Linked DNA regions of Ovis aries: region 2 is linked to region 1. The links are chromatin contacts, called in public Hi-C maps. All regions are on one chromosome and are shown on one strand. The core of a region is the stretch at or near the end of the contact, and the rest is flanking DNA. Distances in the headings are between cores, read along the strand shown. Region 1 overlaps CYTH3 (cytohesin 3). Region 2 has its middle 26 kb from the start of CYTH3.

Region 1 (4,770 bases), core at 1,926-4,425:
AGGGGGTCCTACATATAATGTGCGGGGGTTCTGGTGGTGGAAATGAAACTTACAACAAGAGGCATGTCACTGGCCCGGCCCTGAATGTCCCACCTGTGCACCCCTGGGCCATCTCTGTGGCGTGATGGGCCCAGCTCCTCACTGCACGCTTGAGCACCTCTCCCTCAGCCAGCGGCACCTGGCAACCTCCTGGTCAGGGATCTTCGCCAGTCCAACCACCAGTGCATATTTGGGGTTTTAAACTATTTACAGAAAAGCGTAAGTGCTATACACCTTCATCCCCCAGCCTGCTCTTTCCCTTCCTATAATATATCAAATCTCTCAAAACACGGAGCAAGATTGTCTCTAGTTCCTTATATGTCTACACATTACATTAATATATCTGATCATTATAAGCATTCGTTTGGCCAACAGGCCTTAAGTAGTGAAGACAGGGGTCACAGCTGGCCTGAACCATGTGTTCGGTTGGACCACGTGACACTGCTGTTTGTGGGTATCAGAAAGGGGTCAAATATGAGCAGTTTCATGTGGTTCAATACATACACTGTCCGTCCTGGGATTCAGCAGTTACAGGATAAACACCCCAAACCAAAATTTAATGATTTGTGTCTTTGTAAAAGTTATCTGCGGGGCCACGAAGACGGAGCTGGGTGACTCAGAAGACGGGACCCCTGGAGCCACCCTGCCCAGCGCGCGTCTTCAAGGACGCGGGCGTCTCCCTCCACCAGGGGGCGCCCTCGGGTTCCCCTTGAGCACGGCACCCACTCCCCAGTTGCTGCATATGTGTGTATGTAACTTGTTCTCAGTGCACAGTATATACGTGTGTCCAGAAGTTAAATTTATAGCTGCCATTCTAAAAATACTACTGTTAGAAAGTATCTTTCATTATAATTTCAGAATATAAAAAGGCGTATAAAAGCTATAATCCTATATATCTGAGAAAAAAACTCAATAAAAAAGTGGTAGCTTTTCCTTTCCTGTTATGACACAAAACAGTGGCTTCCAGAACGGCCAACACAGCCACTGCCACCAAGGAGCACGTGTGGCCCCTAGTCTGCCCCGCGGATATTCAAGGCTGGACCACCAGGCGCAGCTGCAGGCCGGGGCTTCGAGAAGGATGTACCCGGAGCTGGGAGGGCGGCGGCGGGAAGGGGTGACGTGAGGCCTCTTGAGATCAGCAGGGGCTGCTGTCCCGGAGGAGACAGGGCAGGCCGTCGGGGTGGTCCAGGGGGTCGTGGAGGGCCCCCCAGTCACTCTGCTGTGGGGTTTCAGTTTACTTTTACCTGCTGCTCAGACCAGGAAAGCTCTATTTCTTATTGGCAATCCTCCTTTTCCTCGTGGCCAACATGTCATAGAAAGGATCCCTGCTGATACTCGCTCTGGGAGAGGGTAAAAAAAACTGGGTTAGGATGGGCGGGGCAGTCCTACACACAAGGCCCCATCAAGAGCGCCACTCGCGCTCGACAACAGCCCCGCCCCTCTGACAGCCCCAGCTCGGGCCTCACCCGCCCCGACCAGACGAGAGCCCGACCCTCCCGGCCTACCTAGCGCACAGGCCCCGCCCCTGACACGCCCACAGCACAGGCCCCGCCCGGCGGGCCCGGGCGCACCTGATGGACTTCATCCACTCCTCCTTCTCCTCCGGGCTGGGCGCCGAGATGCGGTACACCACGTGGTTGCCCTCCACTACCCGGCCGTCCGCCTCTGTCTTACAGGCTTTGATGACCTGCCCTTTGTGGCTGGGGTTGTACAGCTCGAAACAGTTCTGGTGGAGACAGACACGACTGTCACCTGGTGCTGGGGGAGCGGGAGGGAAGGGCGGGCGGCGGGGAAGCCAGCTTACGGGTTTCCGCGGGTCCTCCACCTCCCTGATGCTCAGGTTCTCCAGCGGGATGATTCCCCGGGGCTCCTTATCCTGCGGGACAAAGCGCTCAGCCAGCCTCCCCCGCACCCGCCGAGGGTCCCGCGACCTGGAGGACCCGCAGCCCTGCGCTTACCGTCGTGTATTCAAAGTAATAGAGGCAGTTGTCGGTGAGGATGAACCAGCGCCGCTTCCAGGTCTTCACGCGCCCCCCTAAGAGCAGAGGGACCCTGTGAGTCTGGGCAGAGCAAGCCCTACACGAGCTACTGTGCTTTTCAGAAATGCCACTGGGGCCGAGCTGGCTTTTACACTTCGTCCTTCGTGAAAACGTTTCACATTCTGCCCCAGATCCTGGCCATGGTGTGCGGCCTGGCCTGCCCGTGGCTGCTGGGGCCCGCATGCACCCCCGCCCGCCTGCAGGGCACCCAGATGACCCGAGCGTTTCCCAAGTCTGCTTCCTGGAAGAGTTAGTCGTGATGAATGGTCTTAATTTCCCCACATGGAAATGACAACAGGATGAAGTCAGCGCCGCTGCCGGTCTGTCCAGGACTTAATCCCGTTACGTCAGGACCGTCATCGCATTACTGAGGACCTGGGGCAGCCCTGGGATCCATCAAAATCGATTATGGCCTTGGCCCAGGGAATTATTAGATTGAATTAATCTCATAACAAGATCTGGGACACACATGCACACACACAGCTCATCTGCACCCACTCTCCTCAAACTACAGAAAAGAAATCTTTCACTCTCAAATATTCAGTAGAAACCAACTGGCTTCCTTTTCTATTTCTAGTCTCTGCTTCCGACATGACGTTTAAAAACAAAAGTTGAAAGAGAGAACGTGCGCCTGGTGACAGATGTCTGCGACCCACCAGCATGAGGTAAGCAGCAGCTGCCCCGCCCCCTGGCTCCCTGGTGCAGACAGGGGAGACCCTTGTGGCTGAGGGTCACGGACCTGGTCCCTGAAACTGAGGAGCCCAGACAGGGACATGGGGGGACATGAAGGCTATCCAGAAATTGAGGCACAAGGCCTGACATTTGGGGAGATATGGGGGGAAGAGACACACGCAGACACCCAGCTGCAGGGAGGGAGCCCCGTCTGTGGTTTCAGTGCCACTGAGGGGTCCTCAGAGACTGGGACCCTCACCCTTGGGTCACTGATGAGATGTCTGTCCTCATGATGGCCACAGGCTGGCTGGGCAGGCAGGGCAGGTGTGTGGGGCGGCAGCCTCAGTTATGCCGTGAAGAGGGTCCCCAGATTCCCCTGCTCCCCTAATCTCACTTTCCATCCCCGTCAGAAGCATCTGTCCAAATTCCACTGTCCTTGGGGGCCCTCAGACCCTGAGGCCCCTTCATGCCTCCAACCCCCAAGGCCTCCACCCCCTCAAGGTGTGTCTCGAACCATGGGCAGGGATCTCTGTTCTCTTGGAAGGCCTCGAGACTCTTCTGCACCTAGACTCCTGCCCTGCTACACCCAACTTCAGTGGCACGTCTGGAGGAACCCAACCCCTGGTCCAGGTCTTGAGACCAGGGGAGCCTCTTGGGCCAGGGGCAGTGGGCATTGAGACAGAGGTGTGTGGTCAGGTGGACCCCTGAGCCTGGCCCAGCCCCAAGCCCCCTTACAGGGTGGCGGCGGTGACACTCTTGGTCTCTGAGCTCCAGCAGGTTTTGCTGCAGGAGATGGACCAGCTCTGCCCAAGCATGTGTTTGTGACTGGGCTTCAGGACAAGGAGACACACAGACACACACACAGACACACACACAGACACACACACCCCTGCAGGAAGGAGCCTGGCTGCTCCTGACTAGTATGGATAGAATCAGCCCTTTTCTCTTTGTAAACGCCTGCTGCCTGCATAGTTGTTAGCAGACACGGGCTCTCGTGCATACCACGCAAGCCTGTTCTCCACGCCAGCTCTGTGCCAACCAAACTCTTGTGTTAACACATCTGACTCACTCTCAAAACACAGTGACTACACGGTATTTACAGGACCATCATGAAGCTCATCACCAGGCTCTGCTCTGGCGGGGCACCCTGGCCTCCTGAAAGCACGGTCTCCTTTAAGATTAACTTACGACAACAAACCCCCAAGCGAGGTCATGCTAGGACCTCCAGTTCCTAACTTAGCACACGCACGGCCACAGTTCTGGCTTCTCTGCCTGCGTGTGTGTGTAGGCCGTTCAGGGGCCTAGGGCTGTGTGTCCTCACTAAGTACAGGTGTGCACCCAGGCCCAGCCTAACAAAGCCTCAGCACCCGCCTCCTGGGTCCCTAGGGGACCGACACCCAGGGACCCTTCATGGGGTCAGAACCGTAGGCAGGAGTCTGGCGCACTGACCAGCCAGCTGTGCACTGGACACCTTGGGGGACGCTAACAGCTCTGAGAGCAGAACAGCCCCAGGGGCTGAGGCTCCGGGCTGCAGGTGCGACCTGTGCTGTCACCAGCTCTGTAGCCCTCAGCCTTGGGTCTGAGGACAGAGCGGGGGCCGCGGGAACGGGTGAGCAGCAAGCCCTGGGCCCCTGGCCCCTCCCGGGCACCAGCCGGCCCTGTGCCTGTCGGTGCCCTGCCCCAATGCTGTGGTCCGGTCATCTGCTCGACCAGATGACAGGCTGGAACACGAGCCCTGGTGTCAGACATCTAGTTCAGTCTTTAGAGTCACCCAAGGGGCACTGGGGGCACCCTGGCTGCCAGGCAGGCCTGTGCTGTCACCACCCCGGGGGGGCCCTTGCTGGCGACAGAGAACAGGAAGAGCCCAAGTGCAGCTGCTGTTCTTCTGGGCACCTTCCCTGGGCCCTCATCCCAGGCCCACAGGCTGGATGGGATCTCAAAGCCAGGTGTGTCTGGAAGGTCACTCAGGCATTACCCAGGGCCACTGCTACGCTTCTGGCTTTTTAGGCAAAGATCCAAA
Region 2 (5,314 bases), core at 2,335-4,834, 91 kb after region 1:
TGATCAGAAAGGCAGGAGATAACAAGCGTTGGTGAGGACGTGGAGAAAAGGGAACCTTTGTGCAGTGTTACTGGAAATGTAAATCGGTGCAGCCGCTAGGAAAAACAGCTTGGAGGTTCCTCAAGAATTAAAAATAGAGCTGCCAAATGATCCAGCAATCCCACTCCTGGGTATAGAGCCAAAGGACATTTTAAAAAGGATATTGGAACCGCCATGTTCATAGCAGCATTAATCTCCATGGCCGAGATAGAGAAACAGCCTAGGTGCCCATCACAGACGAATGGCTTCAGAAGATGCGGTGCATAAGGAATGGGATATTATTCAGCCGTGAGGAAGAAGGAAATCCTGTCATTTGTTAGAACACGGATGGACCTTGGGGCTTCCCAGGTGCCTCAGTGGTAAAGAATCCGGCGGCAAGTGGAGGAGACACAGGTTCAATCCCTGGGTCCGGAAGATTCCCCTGGAGAAGGAACTGGCAACCCACTCCGGTAGTCTTGCCTGGGAAATCCCATGGACAGAGGAGCCTGGCAGGCTACAGTCTGTGGGGTTGCAAAGAGTCAGATACAAGTGGGTGATTGAGCACACAGATGGACCTTGAGGGGCACAGTGTTAAGTGAAATAAGCCAGACAGAGAAAGACAAATACAAGTATGATATCACTTATATGTGGAATCTAAGAAAAAGTCAAACTCATAGAGATAGAAAGTGGAAGTGGTTGCCAGGGGTTGGGGGATGGGGAAAATGGGGAACCTCCCCATGGGTCTCTATAGCAACCAGGAGGGAAGTGATACACCCTCTAGGAAGCAGGGAACAATCCTTGCAGGCACTCTTTCCTCTGAGAGGCAGAGGGCTCAGAAAGGGGGACCCCAAGTCTGCACACCCACAGGGAACAGGTGTCCGCCTCGTATGGGATTGCTACGGCCGAAGACCAGAGGCTGGGCGGTTTAAACTGACATCTATTTCTCACGGATATGGAGGCTGGAGTCTAAGGTCAAGAAGACCTGGCTTTTGGTGAGGGCCCTCTTCCCGGCTCATAGATGGCCAGCTTACAGCCGGTCGCCTTCCTGCTGTGTCCTCCCAAGCCGGAGAGAGAGAGAGGCGGGGGAGGGCGTGAACTCCAGTTTCTTCCCCTTTAAAAAGACTTTTTTATTTGGCTGTGCAAGTCTTAGTGGTGGCACGAGGGATGTGTGATCTTTAGTTGCGGCATGTGGAATCTAGTTTCCTGACCTGGGAATCAAACCCGGGCCCCTGCATTGGGAACATGGTATCTTAGCCTCAGGACCACCAGGGGAGTCCCTCTTCCTCCTCTTATGAAGACACTAATCCTACCGTGGGGGTTGTACCTTCATGGCCTCATCCAAACTTATTTACCTCCCCAAGGAACCACCCCCAAATGCCACCTTGGGGGTTGGGCTTCAACACATGATTCGGGGAAGGCACAGTTCAGTCCTTAACAGATGGTTAAGGTCTGTGGCTGGGGAACCAGAGGATAGGAAGGGTTTGGAGGCAACTCAAGTAAGAGAGTAAGAGAAAGACAGAGACAGACAGAGACAAAGACAGAAGTAGAGACAGAGGCCGGGAGAGAGGCAGAGACAGGCAGAGAGGGCTCCAAGAGAGAAAGGATGCCTGGAGCCTCTGGCCTCCTGATTGAGACAGATCGCTCAAGATCCCAGAAACTTATTTCTCCATTCAAAAAAGATTTTTTTTTTAAGTTTTTATCCTGGTAAAATAGGTAACATGACGTTTGCCATCTGTACGCGTCCAGTTCAGGGGCTTTGAGTCCATTCACCCTGTCGCACAACCATCCACACGGTCATCTGCAGAGCTCAGACATTGACCCCAGCTGAAACTCCACCCCATTAAATAGTACCTCCCCACCCCCGTTTTCTCTTCCTTGCCAGCTTGTATACTCCTTTTCCCCCACAGTAAAAACAGTGACATCTTCAACACAACAAGCACTCCTGTTTGGGGGGCGGGTGATGACGGGAAGTGTGGCAACTGTCTGATCTGATGGGGATCCGATGGGGAATCTCGAGCAATCAGAGTCAGAATTGGAAAAAAAACAAAAGTGCCAGGCTGCGACCACCAGGCGGGCTGGGTGCCCCCGAGAGCCAGATGGTCTGCAGGGACCCAGGAACCTCGGGGAAAACATGGAGGCTGCAGCCAACCGGGAAGAAGCGAGAGAGGGAGGGCGAGGCCCCATCCCCACCATCGGAGACGCCATCATCCTCACTCCAAGAGTCCCCAGTAATTTTCTGTCCAATTTGGTAGCAATACACCCACTTAACAGCAAATCCAATTACTGTGGCTTCCCCCCATTTATCATCTTGAGTGGGGTTTTGCTTCCATTAGAACTTATAACAAATTACTTCAAGCAGCGGAGCAAAACCTGACTCTCATCTCTTGTTCCCTGTTTGTTTTCACAGTTTGTTTTAGACAGCTGAGGGCAGTGAAAAGGGTCTTGGGCTTCCTAGCTGGCACAAGTGGTAAAGAACCTGCCTGCCGATTCAGGACACGTAAGAGATGCAGGTTCGATCCCTGGGTTGGGAAGATTCCCCTGGAGGAGGGCATGGTGACCCACTCCAGAATTTTTGCCTGGAGAATCCCATGGACAGAGGAACCTGGCAGGCTATGGTCCACGGGGTCACAAACAGTTGAACATGACTGAATCAACAGCGGGCACACACAAGAAGGGTCTTTCTTGGGCAAATAGCTGAGGAAAGGAGCGCAAGGCTGGTGCTGGTGTTCAGGGCGGCGGCAGGAAATGGCCCTCAGCCACAGAGGGGAGGAAGGACTTGGATGACGCAATGAGAGCTCGGGGGCCGCTGGGCGAGAGGGGTGCAGGCCAGGGCACAGGCGGGACCAGACTGTCAGCCTCTCTGCTTTTAAAGGGCAGAGGTGTCGGAGGGCTGGCTTCATCCAAGACTGGGGAGCTTTGGATCTCATGGGTTGGAAGGACAAGGGGTTTAGGGGTGCTCCAGTCTCTGCCCAGGACAGAGAGGTGACACCCTGCTCCATCAGCCCAGAAACAGCATCTCAAAAGAGTCGTCTGTTGCAAACTGCAGCTCCTGGAACAGGCCTGGCCGGCTTCCCGCAGGCGTTTGGCAAGCCTCCGTGAACCAGTTAGCTGGGCTGAGCGGAGGCTCCTGTGTTAGAAGCACCGGTCCGTATCCAGGGCACTGGCCGGGGAGTGAACAGGGGTCTGAGAGCCACTTCCGGGATGCCCCGCAGCCCCTGGGAGATTCCTCAGCACTCACAGGTCTGAGAGTCACTTTTCTCCCCAACCCGCGGATGGACAGAACAACTCCTGTCTTGCTCACCCTTAGAACCTGATGCGCAGCTGCAAGGCACTGAAAACCTTCGCTTCTCACTGCCGATCCCGGAAAACCAGTATCCCTGTTATCCTGCGCCGCGAGCCTCGACCCGCCAGCTCCAGTCTGTTTCACCAAATTCTTCAGCACCCATTGGGTCAAGGAGCCAAACTCTGCTGTCTGTGCTCATCGCTGGAGGCTCTGCGTGCGTTCCCTGAGATGCCCTCACCGCTTTTACGCGTCCCCCCAAGCCCAGGACAGAGTTCCGGCAGGCGGAGGGGATGATGACTCATACTCGACTACACGTTGTTCATAACATCTAAACATCCAGGATCACCCAGAACCAGGCCGTCTGTTTTGCTGCGTAATTTCAAAGAGAAGCCGTGTTTTCAGACTGAAGAAAGCAGGCTTAGAGTAAGTGCCCCGAAACGGTCTATGGTGAAACAGAAGAGGAATGTCTCTCCCAGCCCACCTCCCGGGGACCCGGCTGGCCTGGCAGGAAAGCATTCACTTCCTGCCTGTGATCCAGAGATGCATTATGTCACACGGGGGAGAACTTCCAAATCCTATTTTTAGAGGTGATGAGGGGGAGGCCGAGTCCAGCCTGGAGCTGGAAGGGGCCGAAGGTCTAGGGGCAATGGCTTCCGAGACCCGCCTCCATGCCTCACGCTGTCCTCTCTCACGTTCTGAGTCCCCACGTGGCTCTGCAGGGGGTCGGTACAGGATGTTCCCATGAATCGTCTCGACCCCAGTGAACTCGAGCACCAAGGTCGCGCTTCCAACCCGAGTCTGACCTGTAGCACACACCCCTCTCCTATAGACCCAGGCTGGGTGACAGCCTCCTACAAGATGACATGTTTCCAGAGGTGCAAGATTGAAAGAGACGTCAAGACCCATGGCCACTGGACAATAAAACGCTTGGAATTCAGCACAGAAAGGTCAGGGGGAAGGTTCTTCATTCTAAAATACAGTTTTTCTCTGATTCGAAAAGATTCATGCACCCTGGGGATCACAGAAGCATTATTTACAAAAATCAAGACACGGAGGCAGCCCAACCAGATGAATGGATCAAGAAAATGTGGTATACACACACAGTGGCATATTATTCAGCCACGAGAAAGAAGGAAGTAACGCCATTTAACATGGATGGACCTAGAGATTATCACACGAAGTGAAGTCAGACAGAGAAAGACAAATATCATGAAACATCGCTTACACGTGGAATCTAAGAAAAAAAAAGATACAAATGAATTTATTTACAAGATAGACACAGAAAACAAATGCACAGTTACCAAAGGGGAAAGGGAGGAAGGGATAATAGTAGGAGCTCTGGATTAACAGATGCCAGCTATTGTATACAACATAGAGAAATAACAAGATCCTATTATATAGCACAGGGACCTGTATTCAATATCCTGTAATAAGTCATAATAGAAAAGAATATGAAAAAGGATATATGTTATATATAGAGAGATAAATATAACAGGTATCACAGATAAATAGATATAGAGAGAGACAGCTTAGTCACTCAGTCATATCCGAACCTTTCGACTCTATGCACTATTCCCCACCAGACTCCTCTGTCCATGGGATTTTCCAAGCAAGAATACTGAAGTGGGTTCCATGCCCTCCTCCAGGGGTTCTTCCCGACCCCGGGGATCGAACCCATGTCTCTTACATCTCCGGCACTGGCAGACAGTTCTTTACCACTAGCGCCATCTGGGAAATGCCATCTGATCAGACCCGCATCTGCCTGCATCTCCTTCATTGCAAACGGATTCTTCACCCACCAAGCCACCTGGGAAGCCCTTAGATACAGTAACACATAAATATATATATACATATATTTATACATACATACATATACACACATATATATACATATATATACATATATATACAAGTATATACATATATATATATGTAATTTAATCAATGCTGTACACCTGAAACTAATATAATACTGGAAATAACTATACTTCAATTTGAAAACAAAATTATTAA

Evidence for each region. Hi-C and Micro-C count contacts between places; a contact is called where the count stands out from the background.
Region 2: a contact with region 1 is called in a Hi-C map of mesenteric adipose tissue, with 4 times the contacts expected there. The contact joins two enhancer-like sites. A contact is called at or near these places in 12 of 16 Hi-C or Micro-C datasets (blood, mesenteric adipose tissue, mixed tissues and 5 more).

Annotation. Positions count from the first base shown.
Region 1 is chr24:38,556,281-38,561,050 of ARS-UI_Ramb_v3.0, forward strand. It overlaps CYTH3 (cytohesin 3), which reads right to left. Exons shown (of 14, transcript XM_060405726.1): 11 at 1,998-2,074; 12 at 1,844-1,915; 13 at 1,611-1,765; 14 at 1-1,379. The coding sequence ends at 1,307. Among named protein-coding and RNA genes, the nearest start is that of USP42, 46 kb to the left of the region's middle. Within about 2 kb of position 3,176, at least 7 of the 54 cell types and tissues checked have an H3K27ac peak or open chromatin away from gene starts, as enhancers often do.
Region 2 is chr24:38,647,202-38,652,515 of ARS-UI_Ramb_v3.0, forward strand. No RefSeq gene overlaps it. Among named protein-coding and RNA genes, the nearest start is that of CYTH3, 26 kb to the left of the region's middle. Within about 2 kb of position 3,585, at least 14 of the 54 cell types and tissues checked have an H3K27ac peak or open chromatin away from gene starts, as enhancers often do.